2 separate regions of the Mus musculus genome follow, and region 1 is linked to region 2. The links are chromatin contacts, called in public promoter capture Hi-C maps. All regions are on one chromosome and are shown on one strand. Each heading gives the region's core, a stretch centred on a gene start, on an enhancer-like site or on the middle of the called end of the contact. The rest is flanking DNA. Distances are from core to core; before and after follow the strand shown. Region 1 overlaps Bptf (bromodomain PHD finger transcription factor). Region 2 has its middle 8.0 kb from the start of Icam2.

The links. Promoter capture Hi-C pulls out the DNA fragments that hold promoters and counts their contacts.
Region 1: a promoter capture Hi-C map of pre-B cells shows a contact between it and region 2, with 2.3 times the contacts expected there. The contact joins two enhancer-like sites. A contact is called at or near these places in 1 of 39 promoter capture datasets (pre-B cells) and 1 of 9 other capture datasets (liver).

What each region holds. Positions count from the first base shown.
Region 1 is chr11:107,101,909-107,108,942 of GRCm38.p6, forward strand. All of the region lies in intron 2 of Bptf (bromodomain PHD finger transcription factor), which reads right to left. Among named protein-coding and RNA genes, the nearest start is that of Bptf, 27 kb to the right of the region's middle. Within about 2 kb of position 5,718, at least 52 of the 459 cell types and tissues checked have an H3K27ac peak or open chromatin away from gene starts, as enhancers often do. A contact at or near this core is called in pre-B cells, where this site is marked.
Region 2 is chr11:106,387,161-106,394,391 of GRCm38.p6, forward strand. It overlaps a transcript of Icam2 not described here. Among named protein-coding and RNA genes, the nearest start is that of Icam2, 8.0 kb to the left of the region's middle. Within about 2 kb of position 4,846, at least 30 of the 459 cell types and tissues checked have an H3K27ac peak or open chromatin away from gene starts, as enhancers often do. A contact at or near this core is called in pre-B cells, where this site is marked.

The DNA of each region.
Region 1 (7,034 bases), core at 4,468-6,967, 720 kb after region 2:
TCATTTTCTCCTTGGAATGTGCTGCTGTGTCCCTTGCCGGTGTGGCAGACCCGGGTGAGTTGTTACTTGTTTATTTCCTCTGTGGAAGAGCATGTTTCTGCCATGTGCACACAGCCCACCATGCAAGGCTTACCCTTGTAATTGGACACTTTACTCATGTGACCCTTAAACCTCGGAGTACAAATTGTCTAATGCTCTGGATAAAGCGGGCTTTGTAGTCTGTGTCAATTTTAGACTCCATGCATCCAGGTTCACACTGCTAGCTAGTGGTAAACAATTATGAAATATGATATTACAATAAAATAAGATAGTACAATAGGAACAAATTCAACTAGATGGACAGTCTGTTGATTTCTTAGGGTTTTTTTTATTATTATTATTTATAGCTGCATCCCTGGAACTTGAGTGACAGGAGCACCTAGAAGGGTGCTCAGAACCAAACCTGGGCCCTCTTTAGCTGTCAGCAAGCTCTAAACCAATGTGCCATCTCTCCAGCTCCACATTCTCTCAGCTTCCTCAAGCAACGGACAAACTACTGACCGTGTCCCTAACAGCTACAGGATATGTGGATCTATTCTGATCTCTGAGGACTTTCTCCTCCACAACAAACTCACTGCTTCAGGCAGAAGTCCATTCTGCGCTCAGTTGCTTTAGTAAGTTTTTACTAGAAATGAAATTACTCAAACCTGTAGTAATTGCATCAATTCACTCTGATTCTGTCTGCTGGCAGGATGTGGGCTATCTGCAACACCTCCTCCGTGCACGCCCTCCAATCTGCTCACAGCAGCCATACTTCTCAGTTCTCCTCTCAGGCACATTCAAATGCTCACACACTCGTACCACCTCTCACCGATTGCTCTGCACTCCTCACTTCCTGTTGACACCTTTCTAAAAATGGGGTGGCAGCTACCTCTCATTCTGCTCATCAAAAATACATACTATTCACACTGACAGCTTTTTTTCTGGAAGTAGAATAAACTCAATACCAACACAGTAGCAAAATTATAAGCACACTGGCTGGGGCTGTCAGAACAAGTCACCTCTCACACTGATGTTCCAGGGTTGCGACAGTTCATCTAAGCAAATCCTCTGCCCAACTGCAAGAGTGGCAGCTTCCTCTCTGCTGCATGCATACACGCTGACCACGACGGCTCTGGGGCGCGAGGAAGCTTTGGTTCTCCAGGCTCACTGGAACTGGCCCAGCTGCCCCAAGAGTGCCCACTGCCAAGTGTCCCTACCACTTCACAGGGTGACAGGAGAAGGCTGAGTGGGAAGAAAAAATTCTTGCCTAAGTACACCTATGAGAAATATACATTCCGGGTGTATGCTTTTACAGTTTGGCTTTTACTAGACTCCATATTAAGGGGGACTGACTTTGGAAGCTCAATAATAAGTTTGAAAGTGACTCACAGGAAGTTTGAAGTGTCAACAAATTCACAGAAGAGTAATTAGTAATGGGCTGAACACCTGCCCCCAAATCCAGGTCCACCTAAGCCTTGTTTGGAAGAAGTATTTAAGTGCAGCTTTTGAAATGAGATCATCCAGACTCCAATGACCTCACAAGAGGAAAGGAGGAGGAGCAGAAAACATACTAACTCGTTGGCCAGGCCTGTGCAAGAGCTACAGAGGACAAGGCAGTCTCCAAGAGCCTTCAGGAGGAGCCTGGCCATTCAATAAAGTCCTATCTGTAGTGTTCTGTCAAAGCAGCCCCAGCAGGTGCCCACATCTCAGTATCAAGAAGTAGGGTGCTGCTGTAAACAACAGAGATGGAAGAGGTTTAAGAATAATATTGGGAAACTGATAGAAAAGGCCGGGACTGCCTTGAAGCAAAGGAGATCTGCCGAGGAGAAAGGACTGTCTCTTCCAAAGCCTTGCTGACACCCTAAGATCTGACTTCACTCCTGCTAGAGTTGTGTCATGGTGGCCCTCCTCTAACAGCACTAACATTGTAACCAGTGCTTGGCTAGCATCCATCCCCAGAGCCCTAGGGTCTGTCTTCAGCACCACAGCTGTGGTGATTGTCACTACAGATGGGGCAGATTTCTCAAGCACTTCCTGAGGGGGAGCTCAGGGGCAAAGAGGCTTCTGAGAAGGCAAGGCCTGAAACACAGCACACATAAGCAGACACCTGGAGGACAAGCGGCTTTAGGTGGTGAGAAGAAGGGCACTGAATGGGCAAAGTTAAGGACCTGAGCTACATTTTAGTGCTTACTAAGTAAAGGCAATGACGGAAATCATCTATGAATTGCTAAGACTAGAATTAAAATATGGGTCCTCTGAGATTCAACATTTTAAATTTCTAGGCTCCCAGTGAAAAACGTACCATACCTCTACTTACAGTAGGTTGACCGAAGTTGACATCACTCTGAAACCTTCCCCAGCTTGTATACATACTCTACTACAAGGGACACTTAACCTGAAAGCATTTTAATCTAACTTTTATAAATGATGCAAAGATCTTTTAGATTTACTTCTAATTATTCACATAGACACTTGTATCATAGCACTATAATGTTTGAAGATTCCTCACTAATGTTATACAAAAAATACTCAAAACATCAGAGCATTAGAAACTTACTGCTTGTCAGGTCAGTGGTGCTGGGACCTTAACCACAGCACTTGGAAGGCAGAGTCAGGCCAATCTCTGTGAGCTCCAGGGCAACCTGGTCTACCTAGGAATACCTTGTTTCAAAACTACAAAACAAGAGCTAAAAAGACAACTCAGTGAGTTAAGAGCACTGGCTGCTCTCACAGAGGACCAGGGTTCCATCCCCAGCACCCACACGGAAGATCACAACCGTCTCTAACTCTAGTACCAGGGGATCTAGCCTATTCTGGCACCAGGAACACATTTGGTAAACATATATACAGGCAAACACCCATACACATAAGAATAAATAAATAAATCTATTTTTTTCAAATACAAAACAAAATACCAAAAGAGAAATCCATACTTGTTTGCGTAATCACTAAGTTCTGTGTACTTTCCTACACACCAAGAAATGAAATTAGATATTAGAGCTGATAAAAACCAACATTTAATGTTATAAAACATTCTTCTCTAAAGTTAAATGAATTAATTTGCTGTTCCACTAAGAGACAATTTATTTAAGTTCACCATAATGTATGACTGATTAGTCCACAAGTACTTAAAAGTGTAATGTAAGTCCTTTGGTCACTTGATTTCCATAGTTCATGCACAGTTACCTTCAAGCTCATCTTCATCTGAATAAATCTGCTTAAGTTATTTACTCAATAAAAGCAACAATGTTAAATTTTAGTTGGTATTTTCTAAAAGTGTCTTTATTTCTAAATAAGAGTTCTTGGATATACTCTGTGCACACGGAATGAAAACCATCAGAGAGGCTTTCTCCCCAGTTATATGCATGTTTTGTTTGTGTGTGTGTGTGTGTGTGTGTGTGTGTGTTAAATATGTGTGGGTGTTTTGCCTGAATATGGGTCTTTATACCACATGCATGCAGTACCCAAAGAGGCCAGAAGAGGGCGTCATACACCTTGGAACTAGAGCGACAGGCAGGCAGTGGGAGGTGGGCGCTGGTCCTCTGAAGAGTAGTCAGTAGGAGCACCTTAACTGCTGAGCCATCCTTCTCTCAGCTCCACAGCATAGGTTTTAAAAGCTAAAACAACTCAAGTTGCAGACTTTCAAAGTGATCGTTTAGAAGCTAGACTGCAGCATAAAGTTAGAAACATTTCTTTTTGAAACTATATTTTTATTTTTAACTTTCTGTGTGTGTGTGAGAGAGGAAACGCACACTCGTGTATGTGTGTGCCTGTTTTCAGTGTCTGTGAACCCCAAAGGTATCTGCTCCCTGGAGCTGCCAGCCAGCATGGGTACACTTTAACTACTATTAGAAACATTCTTTTTTTTTTTGGGGGGGGGGGTTTCGAGACAGGGTTTCTCTGTAGCCCTGGCTGTCCTGGAACTCACTCTGTAGACCAGGCTAGCCTCGAACTAAAAAATCCGCCTGCCTCTTTTTTTTTTTTTAAACTTTTTTTTTAAAGATTTATTTATTCATTATATGTAAGTACACTGTAGTTGTCTTCAGACACTCCAGAAGAGGGAGTCAGGTCTCATTATATATGGTTGTGAGCCACCATGTGGTTGCTGGGATTTGAACTCTGGACCTTTGGAAGAGCAGTCAGGTGCTCTTACCCACTGAGCCATCTCACCAGCCCCCCTGCCTGCCTCTTATTAGAAACATTCTTACAAACAACTTCAGGTCCCAACTGCCAACAGCTATATATAGGGTTGAGAGCAAGCTATTTAATCCCCCTTAGCTTTAATCTCACATCTATACATTACAAACAGGTATAAAAACCTGTTACACTGTTGTAAAGATTAAAGAACTGTATAAAAATGCTCAGGACACCCAATGTGAATAGGATCTAAGTAAGGAGATAATATTCACAGGTTTCTAAAACTAAAGACAACCTAGACCTAAAAACCACCTAGACCAGACAACCAAAGATCTCAAGCTGTGTGTACACCACCAAACACCTCTGGTCTCCATGCATGAAAGAACAGCTCAAGAAAAGACATAGGTGCTAGCTGAAAAGACAAGACAAGACAGAGGCTACGGAAACCAACATCTAAGAAGCCAAGGAAGGGGCTGGGGAGAGGACCCAGGGACTCAAACCGGTCAGAGCAAAGAAACAACTCCCAAAATGATGCTCCCTAACCTTCACACAGACACTGCGTGGCGCACTGAGTGGCACACATGCTCCCTGCCCTCCACACAAAGGAGTGAGTGAGAAAGCACTTACAAAAAAAAGCCATGCTAGGCCCCCAACACACACACACAGTAGAGGACTTCCTGGTCTATGTTCATCCAGACATGACGCACCTAACCCTCAAGAGACTGGAGGCCCCAGGGAGTTTAAGAGGTGGCGGGGGGGGGGGGGGACCCCGCATGCCCGTGGAGATGGGGTGAATAGAGGGGTTGGGAATGGAATATGGAGTGTAAAAAATAAATTAAAAATAAAATAATATTAAAAGAAAAAAGCCATGCTAAAGAACAGCTGGCATGCTGGCTCATAACTCAGAGGTTATGATAATAATAACCCATAATCCGGAGGCTGAGGCAGGAGACTCTCAAGTTCCAGCCAGCTTGCCATAGACAGATATAGCTTGTTTCAAAACAAAACAACTAAAACCAACTTTTTAAAAAGGAGTTCTTTTAAAGGCATAAATTCAGGGTCGAGGAAAGAGGATTCCAAAAGCTGAGAGCATGTGGTCACGTGATCGCTGCCAATGTGAAAAGCAAAAAAAGGCCAAGCCCAGCTGCTGAGAATCCTCACTCGGATCTCAACAGGAATGGGGGGGGGGGGGGGGTTGCTGTCTATGAAACGGAACTGCTACAGGTCTGGTCTCTAGAGAATACAGTAGAGCTAAAATTCTCTGGATCAAAAGTCTCCATGCCTGGTGTGAACAATTCGGATCTGAAGGCTTTCGCTGACATGAGAAATGCTTCCAGCACACACAAAACACGCAGCCTGCTTCTAAGTGCACCCTGCGGACCAGGCCTGTGTGCTCCAAGCAGGACACCAGAAAAGGCACTTCAGTTCCACCAACCAGCTGCAGTAGATGGAGCTAAGGAGGGCTACAGACAGCAGGGCTTCCTAACACACAGGCAGGGACTGTCATGTCACCCCATAGCTAAGCTGAGCCACTTCCCCAGCCTCACTGAGACGGCCCACCCAGAGCTCACTGCTTCCAGTCAGCAGGTAGTTCCACAGTGCTAACCAGCGGTGAAAACTAAGATGCACAGACATCTGAGGTTAAAGACCAAAACAACTAACGGCAGAAGCAGCTTAGAAGAAGTTAAATCATGTACTAACCGAGTAAAGAAACAATTCTAAATACACCGAGAAACTGATCGCAGCAGCACACACCTGTGACCCCAGCACTGGGGAGCCTGAGGCCAGCCTAGACCTAGTTTACTTCACCAGCTCAAAAACCAAAGGACACCTGGGTGTGGTGACTCATTGTGGATCACAGCACTTTCCAAGCTAAGGAGGGAAGAATCCTGTGAATTTAAAGGCAGCCTTGAATCTTTTTTTTTAAAAAAAAAGTTAAAATAATACCCTCAGAAAGGTAAAACATGATTGGTTATTATTTTTTAAAAGAAAAGATTCAAGGTTTTTATTTTTACAAATAATAGCATAAAAGAACTCTTTAAAAATATGAGGCTGCATGGGGGCCCACAGAGACTGAACCACCAACCAGAAAGCATGCATGGGACAGTCCCAGGCTCTACATGTATGTAACTGATGTGCAAGTGGGTCTTCATGTGGGTCTGCTAACAGCAGAAGCAGGCGCTGTCTCCACCTCTGCCTGGCTTGGGACCCCTTCCCCTAGCTGGGCTGCTGCCTTGTCTACCCTCAGTAGGAGAAGATGCACTTGGTTCTACTGTAACTTGGCATGACAAGGTGGGTTGATATCCATGGGAGACCTCCTCTTCTCTGAAGAGAAAAGGAAGAGGGTATGGGGGAGGGGAAACACTGGGACTGGGGGAAGGAGGGAGGGGAAGCTTCCATTGGGATGTAAAATTAATTAATTAATTAATTAATTAAAAAAATATGAGGCTGGAGAACTGGCTCAGCAGTTAAGAACATGCACGATGCACTGGGTTTTGTTCTAATTGGTTTTTCAGATACAGACTCCCTATGTAGACCTGGCTGAGTCAGAGTCACATAGATCTGCCTGCCACTGCCTCCCCAGTGCTGATTAAAGGGGTGCATCACCACACCTGGCCTTTTTCTTGGGGAGGAGGGTAGACTCTTCTTGCTGAGGTCCTAAGTTCAATTCCCAGCACTCACATAGCAGCTAAGGATCCCAAGCTCTCTTCCAGCCTCCATGGGCACCAGGTACCCACAGAGTGCAGACAAGCACTGTAAAGAGATAGATAGATAGATAGATAGATAGATAGATAGATAGATAGATAGATAGATAGATAGGGAGGACAGACAGACAGGTAGGTAGATAGATAGACAAACAGACAGACAGATTAAAT
Region 2 (7,231 bases), core at 3,596-6,095:
TTAGGCAGGAAATAGGGAGGTGGGAGCTCCGGTAGAGAGAGAGGCTTTCTGGGATAGAGTCAGAGGTGAGGGAGATTGCCCTGTAACGATAAAGAGAGGCAACAAGCCGTTCATAGAACAGAGCAAACAGGTAATTGAGATATATGCTCGTTGGGGAATAGGCTGAGCTTACGCCTAAGCTTTTATTCATATATAATTCTGTCTCCATGTCATTATTTCAGGAATCTTGGGCATCGGTGTGAAGCCCTTGGCTACAGTCCATGAAAGTCTTAGTGACATTTCACCCACAACCATTACATCACTGTGCACTATGGTGACAGATATCTCACCGACACCTTCTTATACAGTATGGGTTCAATTTTACAGAATGAAGACGAAGAGGAAAGGAAAATTCCTGAAGGTCTGCAGGGAAAGAGGAGGCTTGGTGGGAATGTGGGCCATAGCTTTGATGGGTCCCCTGTCTCTAACTGGCATTGGTCTCAAGATGAGAACCACTTGAGAAAAGGGGTCTGTCCCTTCTCACGCCCATGTGGACCTGGGGTTATGAAATCTGTATGACTTTAATCCCAACACTAGGGAGACAGAATCAGGGGTTGCTCTGTGTGTTCCAGGTCAGCTAGGGCTATGTTTCTAAATCTGTAACCTAAAGGGATGCCACCCAGAGCAGGAAGGGAGGGAAGAAAACAAAACAGGAAACAGTCACTAAGGCGGGGCAGAGATGGTGGGCTGGGGACCAGAAAAACAAATGTTTAGAAACTTTTAGGGAGGTGCTCCACTGAGAAGAAGAGATCAGAATTCAGGCTTACTTAACACTCAAGAGGCCAAAAGTTCCCTGCTGCTGGGCTCCTGGGAGGGGAACTGGGGAAAGCCAGATGCTGTGACTTACCGCGTGCTGGCAATTGGGGATCCTGCCGCAATGTGGTTGTGTGTGTAAGTTTCTACCAGTTGAACTGTTAACTCTCTCAGGAGTCACGTGTTTCCTGTGCTGTGGTTTCTACACCAAATTAACATGACTTTAGCTCTACTACCGGTTTTTACTACACACTGTCCTAAAATATACCTAAGAAAATCTATCACTTTGTGGGTTTTCTTGGGGGAGGGCAGGATCCTCATCACATAGACCAGGCTAGCCCCAAATTCAGTTTTCCAGCCTCAGCCTTTTGAGGGCTAGCTAGGGTTACAGGCATGAGCCACCACACCCAACTCTTCGGTTGACTTCTCTAGGTCCTTCTGTGATGGCTTCATGTATTCAGCATCTTCAGGGTTCAGCCATGTGGCAGAACATCCTTTTCTAAGGCTGAGGACGGCTTCATTGGATACAGTGACCACCACATTTTTGTTTATCAGTTCCCTGTCCACAGCTGGACCCCTGTGATACTTGCACTTTCTAGCTGTTGTAAATATTGTTGCTATGATGTAGTATGCAAATTCCCATTGTCTTTTTAGCTTTTTTTAAAAAGATTTATTTATTATTATATATAAGTACACTGTAGCTGTCTTCAGGCACAACAGAAGAAGGCGTCAAATCTCATTACGGATGGCTGTGAGTCACCATGTGGTTGCTGGGATTTGAACTCAGGACCTTCGGAAGAGCAGTCAGTGCTCTTAGCCATCTCTCCATCACACACACCCCCATTGTCTTTTTTACAAAAACTTATTAGTGCGCATATTTATTTAGTGTGCACACGTTCATGAGTGCAGATATGTGTGCCACGAGACGCAGAGAACACGTTAGCTCTCTCTTACCATGTGGGTCCTGAGGATTGAACTCTGGTCATCGGGTTCCATATACACCGTTTTTTGCTGAGCTACCTTGTTGGTTCAAATTCCAGTTTTCAATTTGTCTTTCTCTCTGCTCTCTGGCTACCACAAAGTAAGTATTTCAACCCCCTGCCCCCCCCCCCCCCCCCCGCTCCCTGCCACAATGTTCTATGTGTCCACTGCCCAGGAACAACAGCGCCAAGTGGCCATTGCCTGAAAGAACCCTGAACTCATGACCTAAAATTCTTTAAAAGAGAGTAAGGACCTCTGGGAGATCTGTAAGTCACTCAGGGACCATCTTTGAAAGACATCGTGGGACTATGTTCCTTCCTCTTTGCGTCCCAGCTGGAAATGTGGCGGACCCCTATCCATGAATGCTTCAGCCACTGCAGAAAGGTGCGATTATATAATACTACAGAACCGTGCATTTGAAACTGGTTAAAGGGCCAGGCAAGTTCAGCTTCAGTTCTTTGGGAACACAAAGCTGTGTCAGATGGCTGCTTACTGCAAGTTACAGAAGAGCTGGAGGCTTGCTTGCTCTCCTTGATGTGCAGCAGCTTGAGGCCTTCAACGGAATAAGCCATCCGTCTCGTCTGTCCTCTGTGCTTGTAGCGGACACAGAGCACCCTCTTCTCTGGCTATGTCCTGCACTCCACTAAAAGTTCTTAGTGACTAAGAATCATCACCCAAAATTTCTTCAAGTCTGTAGCCTCAACTAGCAAGTCATTTACTCCAGCAGGGAGGTTTTGTTTTAACAAGGAGGAAGCCAGGCGCTAGGGGTGGGTCCTGGGAAACCAGCCAGCTAGGTTCACTCAAAAGCAAAGGATCTTGTCCCCATGGATCAGTTTCACAGCCTATACCGGCTAAAGCTCTGGCTCAGCAAAGTCACAAATTAGATCTTATCAGGAGTCCACAGAATGTTCAGTCTGTGAATGAATGCCAACCAAGAATGCTGGGGTCTGCTGACTCTGGAACAATTTCTCTTGGTGCTTTTGTGCCTCAATTTCTTCAAAGCAATTCCCCCCACCCCCCAACAAACGCCCTCCCCACCAGATCAGGTTTCTCTGTGTAGCCCTGGCTGCCCTGATCACTCTGTAGATCAGGCTTAGCTGAATGCAAAGATAGTCCTGCCTCTGCCTCTGGGGTACTAGGACTAAAGTCAGGCCACAATGCCTGACTTCAAATTAACTTTAAAATATCCTGCCATATGTTTTAGAGGCATCTGTTGTAGACATAAATTGGGGTAGACATCTGTATCAGTCAGCATCATATTTTTACAACAAAACACCTGAGGTATAATATATGTGGGTTTTTTCTTTTATTATGTGTATACGTCTGTGTATATCATGCAAGCCTGGTGCACATAGAGGCTAGAAGAGGGCATCAGATTCCCTGGAAATGGAGTTACAGGTAGTTGTTAGCCACCATGTCAGTGGTGGGAATTGAACCCTGGTCCTTTGGAAGAGTAGCTAATGCTCTTAACCAATTATCCATTTCTCCAGCCCTGCTGATCAAACTTAGAAAGGAAAAAAAAATATTTAGTTCAGTTTTAGAGGTTTAAAGTCCTAGATGTCGGGGAGAGGAGGCATTGGTTTAGCTTCTAGGAAGGACGGTGTATGGCAATGATGGACACATATGGTAGGAGTCACCTCTCATGACACTAAGCAAAGTCCTATAGTCTCTTTTGAGATGGGAAAGGACAGCTGGGATGTTCTCGCATATTCTCTACTCTAAACACACACTTGCACTCCACCCTGTAGAGAGCAATCGGGATATCTATGCTATCACTGGCTCAGCGTGGGCACACTGTTAATGGTTTGTTTATTCTGAGTTGATCCCCCACCCTCTTTTCCCTTGGTGGGTAGAGAAGTATCTTAATTAAGGTTTCTATTGCTGTGATGAAACACCACGACCAAAAAGCAAGTTGGGGAGGAAAGGGTTTATTCAGCGTTAACACTTCCAGATCATAATCCATCATTGGAGGAAGTCAGGACAGGAACTCAAGCAGGGCTGGAACCTGGAAGCAGGAGCTGATGCACAGGCCATGGAGGGTGTGGCTTCCTGGCTTGCTTCTCCTGGCTTGCTCAGCCTGTGTTCTTATAGAACCCAGGACCACTAGTCCAGGGATGACACCACCCACCATGGGCTGGGCCCTCCCCCACTGATCAGTAATAAAGAAAATGCCTTACAGCTGGATCTCACGGAGGCATTTTCTCAACTGAGGCTCCTTCTCTCTGATGACTCTAACTTGTGTCAAGTTGACACACAAAACCAGCCGGTGTAAGAGGTGACAGGTGTATACGTTGTTTTAGCAGAGTGAAGAAGAGCTAAGTAAATAATATCCAACGAACCACATGCAGAAAGCAGAGTAAGGTGTTGATCAGGACGGAGAAGGCTAGAGTTTCACAGTAAACTGGAAACTCATTGGCCGAGAGCCCAAATAAGAGGCTGTGGGTCAGTCTGGAATCCTGGGTTACACAGATAATTTGTAAAACCATCGAACAAGAGTTTGTAAATAGAGGCACACAACGGAGATTGGTAGCTCCAGTTGGTATCTGTGTCCTCGTAGCCTCTGTTCAAGGACACAGTGGCACCTGTACTGTTGCAGGGGTTCTTGGAATGCCCAGTTCCAGGATCACCTTCACTCTTCAAGGGACAGGGGTGGCATATATTCTGGCCAATGTTAACTTGTAATGGGAAAGCTTGTGGCTATGGGGTTATTAAAAAACCTATCAGCCGACGAAGGAGTTGGGTTTAGAAAGCTGGGTCCCTGGGGGGAAAGATGGTTCAGTGGTTAAGAGCACTCACTGGATCACAACTGTAACACTAGTCCCATTGGGATCTGACACCCTCTTCTGACCTCTGTGGTTATTTCATATATGTGGTATACAGACAAAACACCCACATACATAAAAACAAACTAAATAAAAACCGTTTGAAAAGAAAAAGGAAAGCTAGGTCTCTTTGTCTCCCTTGGTCTGGACCCCAGCCTCATTTCAGGGGAATCCCACTGCAGGGTGAGGAGTCAGATCAGCATTCAGGCTGGTCATGCGAGTGGCCACACTAAGAACAAGCCACTGCAGGAGATCTGGGGATGGACAGCACATGAGTGCCATCTAGTGGTGGAGAAAGTAAGCATCCTGCCACCACCTTCTCTAAAAGGCATGAGAATTACATCTCTGGGCTGGGTGGCTGCCCCAACGTTCCTTTGTGTTCAAAAGTGGATTGGGATGCAGACGAGTCCCTGAGAAACTGTGTTTTGAGAAAGGATTTCACCCTGTAGTCCAGGCTGGCCTGAAATTCACTGGATAGCCTAGGTAAGTTTAGACCTCATGGCAATCCTGCCTCAAGCCTCCGAAGGGTGTGAGTCACCAGGCAGTTTGGTAATCTTAGTTTTATTTATTTGTCTATGTGTTTTGTCTGCATAAGGGTATGTATACATGAGTCCAGGTGCTCACAGAAGCCAGAAGAAGGTATTGGGTCCCCCTGGAACTGGAGTTACGAGTGACTGTGGAATATGCCATGTGGGTGCTGGGAACTGAATTGGGTTCCTCTGGAAACCAGTATGCTCTCTCTCTAGGCCCCCGAGGGACTGTTTTTAAGGAGAATAATATAGACGTAAAAGAACACATCCATAAACATCCAGGAACTGAAAAGCTGAGAAGAGGACATGCAGACATGCAGGAGGTGCCTATGAGGACCAGGCTGGACTTGAACTCCTCCTGGCAATCCTCTTGCCTCAGCCTCCCCCACCCCACCCCCTTTTTTCTCCCCCCCCCCCCAGACAAGATCTTACTACACAGCCCTGGCTGACCTGGAACTGGCTATGTAGATCAGGCTGACCTTTAAACTCACAGAGATCTGCCTGCCTCTGGAGTGCTGCGATTAAAGGCAAGTATGACCACGCCCAGCCCCTTTTCTATTTCACGGCTAAATAAAACCAGTGAGCTCAACTGGAGACTAGGAGGGAGGATACACTCTTTCCTTTGGAAGAGCCCAAGACTGCATGTTTGGCAAGGGGAAAATCCAACAAGCACAGGGTTTACACAGCTTGTTTGCTTTTTTTTTTTAATTATTAACTGAATCTTTTCTTTTTATTTATCTTGTATACATGAGTACACTGTCATCGCTGTCTTTAGACACACCAGAAGAGGGCACTGGATCCTATTACAGATGGGTGTGAGCCATCACGTGGGTGCTAGGACTTGAACTCAGGACCTCTGGGAGAGCAGGCAGTGCTCTTAACCGATGAGCCATCTCTCCAGCCTGGGGTTGTTCTTTTTTTAAGCCAGTGAGCAGCTGCAAATAGAGTCATCCTTTGTGGTGGGGCCTGGCAGCAACCCTTTTGACCTCCTTGGTCGTTTACAGGGACTGTGATCTCTCACTGTGGAGGGAGAGACAGTACTGGATCCTGGCTTTCCCAGACTCCTTTGCTCCTCCCAGACTACTCACGCCTGTTACTCTGGAACTCGGTGGAGATCAGGATGGCAGTTCCTGGAAGTAGGGGCTGGGTGACTGACTGTAAGGATATCGTAGAGTTCTGAGGCATAGACCTGGCCTCCCTCCCAGTCTACTTGTCAGTCGCCTTTCTAGCTGCCCTGAGGCCAAAGGAATGAACTACTTACTTTGTAACCAGAAAACAGAGGAAGGGGAGGTGGCCAAATCCTCTTAAGGGCACACTTGGAAACTACCTAACTGTCCCCCTCCTTGCACCACCACTCACAGAATTGAGGTCTCTACCACCTCCCAGTAAGTGTCCTTCTGGGGACCAAACCTCAATAGGCTTTTTTGGGTCATGGAAGAGGTTGGTCTCCTGAGGATGTGGCTGGGTTCAAGATTTAAAACTTGAAAAGATATGACCACAAGCCTCAGGACCTTCTAGGCTCCTGAGGCATGAAGTAGGAGGGATGGTTAGCATCTCCAGTGTCTGACAAGATGTTCTGAGGCTAGTGAGGTCCTGGGGTGTGCGCTTTGTAAACAGTCCTTGACTTGGGGCAAGAGCCCTGGGAGCCTCCATGACTTCTCTAGACAGGAGGATGAGGAAGCACAGGGAGATTCTAAATGGACTGCAGGCTGCATTGGCACATCCCGTGGGGACATGGCTGTCGTGTGAGCTGCTAACATGGTCCAGGTTGGACGGTCCCTCTTCCCTAGTGCTTTTTAAAAATTAGTTATTTTATTTATTTACATTTCAAATGTTATCCCCCTTCCCAGTTTCCCCTCCACAAGCCCCCCTCCCCTCCCCCTGCCTCTATGAGGATGCTCCCCCCCCACTCCTGCCTTAGCAGCCTAGCGTTCCCCTATCAAGCCTCCACTGGACCAAGGGGCTCCCCTCCCAGTGATGCCTGATAAGGCAGTCCTCTGCTACATATCCAGCTGGAGCCATGGGTTCCCCAGTGTACTCTTCAGTTGGTGGCTGGAGTTAATCTTCTCTCTTCCCAGGTACCTTAGTCCAGAATCCTATTCACTT